2 separate regions of the Mus musculus genome follow, and region 1 is linked to region 2. Evidence: chromatin contacts called from public Hi-C data. All regions are on one chromosome and are shown on one strand. Each heading gives the region's core, a stretch centred on a gene start, on an enhancer-like site or on the middle of the called end of the contact. The rest is flanking DNA. Distances are from core to core; before and after follow the strand shown.

What was found. Hi-C and Micro-C count contacts between places; a contact is called where the count stands out from the background.
Region 1: a Hi-C map of bone marrow-derived macrophages shows a contact between it and region 2, with 5 times the contacts expected there. The contact joins two enhancer-like sites. A contact is called at or near these places in 12 of 484 Hi-C or Micro-C datasets (B cells, the HL-1 cell line, Sertoli cells and 6 more) and 1 of 115 datasets of contacts at active chromatin or transcription factors (bone marrow-derived dendritic cells).

Annotation. Positions count from the first base shown.
Region 1 is chr5:99,576,894-99,580,954 of GRCm38.p6, forward strand. The region is part of intron 1 of A930011G23Rik (RIKEN cDNA A930011G23 gene); the gene reads right to left. Among named protein-coding and RNA genes, the nearest start is that of 4930405H06Rik, 35 kb to the right of the region's middle. Within about 2 kb of position 2,013, at least 3 of the 459 cell types and tissues checked have an H3K27ac peak or open chromatin away from gene starts, as enhancers often do. A contact at or near this core is called in bone marrow-derived macrophages, where this site is marked.
Region 2 is chr5:99,422,809-99,426,860 of GRCm38.p6, forward strand. The region is part of intron 2 of A930011G23Rik (RIKEN cDNA A930011G23 gene); the gene reads right to left. Among named protein-coding and RNA genes, the nearest start is that of Gm35314, 58 kb to the left of the region's middle. Within about 2 kb of position 2,118, at least 4 of the 459 cell types and tissues checked have an H3K27ac peak or open chromatin away from gene starts, as enhancers often do. A contact at or near this core is called in bone marrow-derived macrophages, where this site is marked.

The DNA of each region.
Region 1 (4,061 bases), core at 763-3,262, 150 kb after region 2:
TGGAATTTCTAATAAGAACAGCCAGCACAAGCTCTCCTCTTCATGAGGCTAAGGATTAGAAGGGATGCTTTTCAGCAATTTGGTAGAGTGGCTGGAAACTAAAATTTAACTACCCCAGTTCTTTATGAAAACAGTAACAATTTGAAAATCATTTTCTTCCAACTCTCGTCTTTGAGTTTCCAGAATAAACTGGCTTTTGCAGAGAGACGTGAATGTGTGTTGATGTGTGTGCACATCTGTGTATGAGTGCACGTGTATACGCATGCGTGTGTATGTGTACGTGTGTGTATATATGTGCATATATGTATGTGTGCATATGTTTGTGTGTGTATGTGTGCATATGTGTTTGTGTTTGGTTTGGTTTGCTTTACTTTGTTTTATTTTTGTTGTTGTTTTTCTTTGTAAGTTCAGGACATTTGGAGAACTGTTTCCCAACATGGTGTATCAAACCACAATTCTGTACCCATTCTGTCTTCTGTTTATTCTCCAGAGTAAATGCACCTCGGGGAAACTTTAAGACCCACTTTATATCACAAAGATTGGGGCTGGAACTCAGAACAACTAACATTATGTTGTTTAATCAAAGAATTCTACATTTTGAAGGGCAGCCATAACTGCTCAACATTGTCAAAAGATGGATGAGTTCTCTGTATTAGAAAAAATATCATCTGTAAAAGACACAACGAACCCTAAAACATACATGCAAATTAACAGAAAAGGTATAGTTAATCAGAAGCACAAAACTATTCAGCTCCAAAGACAGACCTTCATTATTAAACCTCTGGCCCTCTGTTTCTTCGACTGGAAATGAAAACCAATGTGGTCACCTCCCAGTGTTTGTAGCATTAAATACAGTTGCAGATGCAAAGTGCATGGTGCAGGCAACTCCGCAGACTGAACAAATGTTGCTCTCTTTCCTTCAGAGTCTCTTAAGACAACCAGACTTCATCCATCAAATAATGTCCACAACAGCTCAGATAAGCCCCTAATAGATTAAATAATAAAATAAATACCATATCCCATGGAGATACAATATTTTGTCAAACGAGAGACCACTGTTCATAGCCCATTGTGTGTTGCCATGACAACATATAGAAAATATGAAAACATGGTCATCTTTTCATTAGGAAAATGCAGTAAGTGTCCTGAATTTTACATACATAGAGACTATATTTCTTCTTGCAACTTTTGTTGTCTTCTTGAGAGAGAAGTCAGGAAGACGAGAGCCAGAGCCAGAGCAGAGCAGTTTCTCCACTGAGAGTACCTTTAAGCTCTGGTTTATCTAGTTCACAGCAGTAACAAGTGTCTGTGGGAGGGTGGTGCTGGAGGAAAGAGAGTGTATGGGGGAGCTGTATTTGAGGGTTCACCTCTTTTGTCTCAGAGCCACTCTTGATTTCCATCTCACCCCGTGGTTGAATTTGAGCACAGAAAGCAGGTACTTCTAAATCTAACAGAAACTTAGCCAGCACTTCTTTTTTTTTTAATTAGATATTTTCTTTATTTTCATTTCAAATGTTACCTCTTTCCTAGTTTCCCCTCCGAAAATCCCCTATCTTCTCCCCCTCCCCCTGCTCACCAACCCACCTATTCCTGCTTTCTGGCCCTGGCATTCCCCTATACTGGGGCATAGGGGACCTTTACAGGACCAAGGGCCTCTCCTCCCATTGATGATCCACTAGGCCATCCTCGGCTACATATGCAGCTAGAGCCATGAGTCTCTCCGTGTGTTTTCTTTGGTTGATGGTTTAGTCCCAGAGAGCTCTGGGGTTACTGGTTAGTTCATATTGTTGTTCCTTCTAGGGGTCTGCAATCCCCTTCAGCTCCTTGGGTACTTTCTCTAGCTCCTTCATTGGGGACTCTGTGCCTGACTAATACAGAAGTGGATGCTCACAGTCATCCATTAGATGGAGCACAGAGTCCCCAGTGGAGGAGTTAGCCAGCAGTCCTAACAGGTCAGGTGTAGCAGCCCTGAGACACTGCTCCTGAGACACTGCTCTGACCTCTTAGAGACGCGACCTATAGCGACATTTAGTGGTAGGTCCCTAAACTACAGCCAGGTGTCCTGAAGGGTTGGACCACTGCTGGGAATAATTTAACCAAATTTTCCCTTACCCCACTGAGAGATGTCACCATAATCGCACTCACTGATGGCTAGTCAGTTGTTCTGTGGCCCTCTGAGGCAGTGGCCATGGTGGGAGCAGTTACAATTACTACAATCTTATCATTTTTTTGTGTGTGTATCTTTGACTTCATAATAGAATCCTATTGCTGGAAGAGACCCGAGGGATTATCAAATCAAGTTCTTTCATTTTAGATTATAAAACAGCAACTCGGTATGGTAGCTCAAGTTCATGCAATTGGGTAGTCTTATTTAGAGTCCTGAATGCATTGCTTTCTCTGCAAAATGATTTTGTTGTTCATACAACAGTCTGGAGTGTTGGCTCCGTGTATTTTCACCATGTTCACTGCATACTAAGTAAGGAGCCAAAGATATTGAAAGACTACACAGAGCTCTGTAGAAGCCTTGAAGGGAATCAGGGAGTGATACACAAAAACCAAAGTAAATGAAATTTGATAATCCCCACTTGCACACCTCTCAGCATACATTGTCCCCTCTCAGCCAAAGAAGCCAGGGCAGAAAGAGTTCTTTATAATTTTTATTTTTTAATAAAGCAAACAGAACAAAACCCCCAAAAGTGTACACGGGGAAGTTAGTGTAGTCTTAAACTGTGAGTCTGCTTAAATGATGGCAAATGGGTCAGTGTTAGATCCATGTTTGGATGACAGCAAGGGAAACAGGTATTGAAACTCAAATTCCAGTTTCCACAGTGGGTTATCAGGAGAAAATACCTAAAGCTGGAAAATGAATACAGAGGCAAGAGAAATGTAGAGCTGGTCACAGGGAGGTGGGTCCAGGTGACAATCAGAGAGAGGAGCTGAAGTGGGGGTCATGAGGATCCAGGCACCAGTGAGAAAGACTGCAGCTGCCTTAGCCTATGAGGTTTGTAGAAAATTCAGTGCCCTAAAACGTGTGTATCTGCAGTCTAACAACCTATAAAGGCTGATTTAAGAACTTCAACATAATGATGGCACACCACTGGAAAACATTACTTTCAAATTATATATAAAAGAGACAATCGTGTTTCATAAGCAGCTCTGAGTTAGCAGCCTATGTCACATAGTGACTTACATCATTCTTATAGGATACAGACCACCAAATATAGGACCACATTAAAATAATGCTCATGTACCCATAACTAAAAGAGTGGCCAGTAAATATACATTCATATACTTGCACTGAAATAGAAAGTACCCGGGGCTACATTCATCACTCTGTGGGTTTCTCCTCTTTGGCTGAGTCCTTGAATTACCCAGCCAGTATCATGGTGGATTGGTACCGTGCAGCTGCTGTGATGCCGGACCACTAACGCCACTTGGAATGCTGGCAGGTAATGGAGATCCAATAAATCACTCTATAGGAGTCAAGCAAACAGGGCAGCCTAGACCAGGCTGTCTGCCATTCCTCTAAAACTCAAGATACAAACAAACTTTGGGGACAATTTTCTCAAGATGGGGCAATTCCATATACTGCCCATCATTTCCAAACACTCCAAGGAATAGCTGAAGCCTGTGTTGGAAGAGGCTACCCCACTTCCACCTGTCTTTACCTAGATGTTGGTCCTGTCCCGTTCCAAATTAGAGGCCCAGAGACAGAGCACTTTAGCAGACTGCACAGAGTAAACTGAAGGAGGCTAAGAAAACCCACAAAACAGGAAAAGTCTCTCATTTTAAGGGTCCCACCCTTTCTTCACTAAAGGCTTTCAGGTGACAGGGAAGAATGTCACACAGACACAACCAAAGAATCTGCAGTCTTGTTACACTTCCCTCTGCTCCAGCTTGTTTCCATTAGCTCTCACCCGTTTGTCACACCGTACTTCTGCATGAGCATCCATCGCAGCAGAGCTTGTCCTATGTCCTAGTCATGTGAACTTACTGTGTATTTTCTCCTTGTAGCTTTTGTTATAGGGATCTATATATTATATCACTATATACTATCTATA
Region 2 (4,052 bases), core at 868-3,367:
CTCTGATCACTTTATGCCAAAGACTCCACTTCACTTTGATGTAGGGGTGACTCAATGGACCATTATTTTACTCCTGACAACTGCCTGCATCCGGCTTAGGCCATCTCTGCCTTTGATCAAGGCTGTTAGCCCTTTCTCTCCTCTATGTTGGCTTTAGTCAGACACTGATGGGAATCAGTGGGTCTTCTCCAAGGGGTAGGCCACTCAATGACACCTTCAAGATGCAGCGGAACTTACTATGGCAGATCTAGGTGTGATGCACTGTTCAGAGATGCTTGACAGGAAAGAAAAAGGGACAAGCATTTCTGAGAGCTTTGTCACCATGCCAGTTTCCAGTTCCCTAAAGGGACAGGCATCCTTAGAAGACCTCCAGAGGTAGACTGAAACTTGCCCCAGGAACGCTCTGAGTAGGAAGTATGACAGAGGCGTGAGAGAATGTAGCCCAGGGAGGGTTCTATTTCTCTCTGATATTCTTATTTAAAGGGATATTAAATTCCTTTAAGGGATATTAAAACCTGTGTCACTTTTAATCTAGGAAATTGTTTCCGGTTTAAAGATGTAGCAGTAGGTAGTCTTCCCATTGCCAGAGAAGATGCTAATAGAGCCGGGACATTCTCAATCCCGAAAAGTGTGGTGAAATTCTGTCCAGTGGGTGGCAGGCTCACTGAGTGGGTCATTATCTCCTCTGGAGGAGGATGCAACTCGGGCTGTCTGCCTGTCCTAGGCTGACAGCCAAGCTCATCTCTCTTCCAGTCTTCAGAAGCCTTCAGACCCTAGTCTTCAGAACTACAGTCCTTCCTTTACTTCATCCCTACAAAAACCAGACTGAAGAGGCCTCCATACACAAGCGTTGTTTGGGTCTCCAGGCACCCCATGTTAGGAAGAACTTACAAACGCTATACAAAGACTTTAGGATGATCAGTATAGTCTGATAGGGGAGTCTCCACTGCTTAAAGAGCTGAGTCTACCAATCCCCATAAACTTACATATAGCCTTATGAAGATGCTTTACATTTTTTATTCATTAATCGTGTGGGTGCACGTGTGTGTGGGTGCACGTGTGTGTGGAGGACACCTGGCAGGAGTCAGTGTTCCATGTTTGCCAGGGAAGGTCTGAGGATTGAACTCAGGTCATGAGGCAATCCTGAGCATTTCTGAAAGCTTTGTCACCATGCTAGCTTCCAGTTCCCTAAAGGGACAGGCAACCTTAGAAGGCCTCCAAAGGTAGGGTGAGATGAGGCCCCAGGAATGCTCTGAGCAGGAAGTATGACAATGTGGTGAGAGAATGTAGTCCAGGGAGGGTTCTATTTCTCTCCGATATTCTTATTTAAAGGGATATTAAGTTTCTTTAAGGGATATTAAAACTCAGGATAGTTTTGAAAACACTTGTGAAAGATATTTTAAGCATAAAATTCTGATTAATTTGCACTCAATTCACGGAAAACAATTTTTTCCTATGGGACAAAATATTATGTGATGATTATTTTCTGGTCTGGTTAAAGTTCCTGGTCTTGGAAACAGGAAGTCGGAAACACAAATAGGAAAATAAAATAGTTAATTTAGGGCAATATCTGCAAGTTAGAGTAACTCTGGCACAATATATGTTCTAATCTTGACATTATGAATATTGGATTCACAATAGTTAAGACAGGAGTAAGGACCAGGGCTTAAAAAAAGATAATCAAATCTTAACTGTTACTTGAACCTTTTCTATATAAGCTGGTGTGGAACGGGACATCAGGGCAGAGTGACACTTGGTCTTCTAACAGTTTGATTCTCACTTCACAGTTCTCAAAAGCTTTACGGTCTTACACCCAGTCCAGTCTTCCCCAGCTGCTGTCTCCTCTCTTCACCTCATGGTGCAAGGGTAGGAGTGTGAATGCACATGTGTGCATAGTATGAAGATGGCTTCTCTTTTAAGCCTTATTTTAAATCTGTAAAGTCCAGACATGATGCCAAGCCTTCATGGACGACTAGCTTCTCTCTCCCCTCCCACATCCCATGTCCCTGCTATATGTCATACATAATCACAGCCAAGTGTCATTTCTAAATGTATTTTGTGTCCCTAATACTTCATTTAGTACACCCATATGAGTCAGTTCATGGTCAAAATAGCTTTGTGGTATAAAATAATTACCTCATAAACAGCTAAAAGTCCTGTGGTTCAGTCTCCCAACATGACATGAATAGAGCTTTTTGGTCTCAAGTTTCACATTCAAGTGTAACTAACCCAAAAGTATATCTTTTTCTGCACATGACACCTTTAGGCATAGAGACAGGTATATCCCAAGGTATAGTGGATTTACAGCTTATTTCTCTGTCTAGTGACAGAGAAGAAGGGGTGGTGTATGTGAAAGTGTGTGTGAGGAAGACTGACTGGATGTGATTGAGTGAGTGTATACACATACCAGAAGAGACAGGCACAGAATAGACTTTGAAGAATATCAGTCTGGAGCATTTGATTATATGTATATCATCTCTTTGAAGTCTTCTATTTGCAATGGAATTCTATTCCAAGATTATATTCCACTACTTCTTATGTTTGTTGTAATGCTTTTCTTCTTTCCTTTCCTTTCCTTTCCTTTCCTTTCCTTTCCTTTCCTTTCCTTCCTTCCTTCTTTTTTTTTTCTTTCTTTCTTTCCTTCCTTTTGGTCCTTTTGAAATAAGTTCTCTCTATTATGCACCTTTGCCTATTCTGGAACTCACTATGTAGACAACTGGCTTCAAACTGACAGAGACCTGCCTGCCGCAGGCTCCAGCGTGCTGGGATTAAAGATGTGCACCACTGTGCCCAGCTTGTTTGATGTAATGATTTTTAAAAAAGGGGGGGGCGTTAAAAATAAGAGCAGGAAAGCAAATAGTTTACTAACTAGGACTAGTCCAAGAGACTACACCAACCAATAAAAAAAATTCTAGCATGGCTAATCAATTAAATATTAAAATCCTAGTTAGGTACAAATGATTATAACATACAAGGCAACAGGTAAAATAAGAAGAACTCCAAACTGGGACTCAAGTCCCAGACCCAACTCTGCTGTCAGCTGGTTTGTTGACCTGGAGCGTTGGCCTTGTGTCTGTACTCTGAAGCGTTTGTAGGAGGCCTGATGACTTGAGACTTGCCATGCAGCTTGACCACTCTTTGACCACCTTTGGTGGTTGTCTAATGTCTCATAGAGAACAGAAGATAGGCAGATCTGGATCAGAACCTCAGCACTAGGAGACTGGCGGGTCCACTGTGAGGACTAAATAAGACCACACCTATCGTGGTGTCGTGGCATGGTTGGCCCTCCGCAGCAAGGGCCGTGGTTTTGGTGGTCTTTGCTATAGGACCAATCTGACTCCAGGCCCTTGTGCTGAGGCAGCAGCTGCTCTCTCAGTTCACACACATGTCTCTGATTCTGTCAGACCCTGCTGTCACATTCTCTTGCTTGATGCCTCATCATCTTCCTTCTAAGCATTTATCACAAAGTACAACCATGCACTCGTTCCGTATTTCTAAGGTATTATCTTATTTAATATAGCTGTCTTCATACTGTTATATACACCGTAAAAGCAAACTCCTTCTGATTTGCTCACAACTGTATTAATCCCCAGAATCTAGCTTAATGCCTGAAACGAAGTGTCTAATACCATCCCATGAATGAATGAATGAATGAATGAGTGAAATGGCATAAGACATTTGTATACTTATATTATGCCATCTACATATATTATGAGGAGATATGTGCATATTGATTGGGGCTGAGGAGTCTTTTTCTGTTTCCTCTGACCGTTCTACAACGGTTGTGTTGTATATGGTGTAAAATGTTCCCTTTAGACTAGTCTCATTGGAAAGACTATCAATTATAGTTGCCTAAACTTCCAACTACCACGACCTAGGACCTGACATATATACTGACCTACATGGCTGCCCAAAAAGGTGTTTTGGTCAACTCGCAGCAGCCATGGGGAAAGTTTTGTTTCTATTGTGTTTAAAGGGAAATTACAGGTATTTATTGCATATGACTGATATTTTCACATTCTGAATTTGTGGTCATCAGTATCATACAGAAG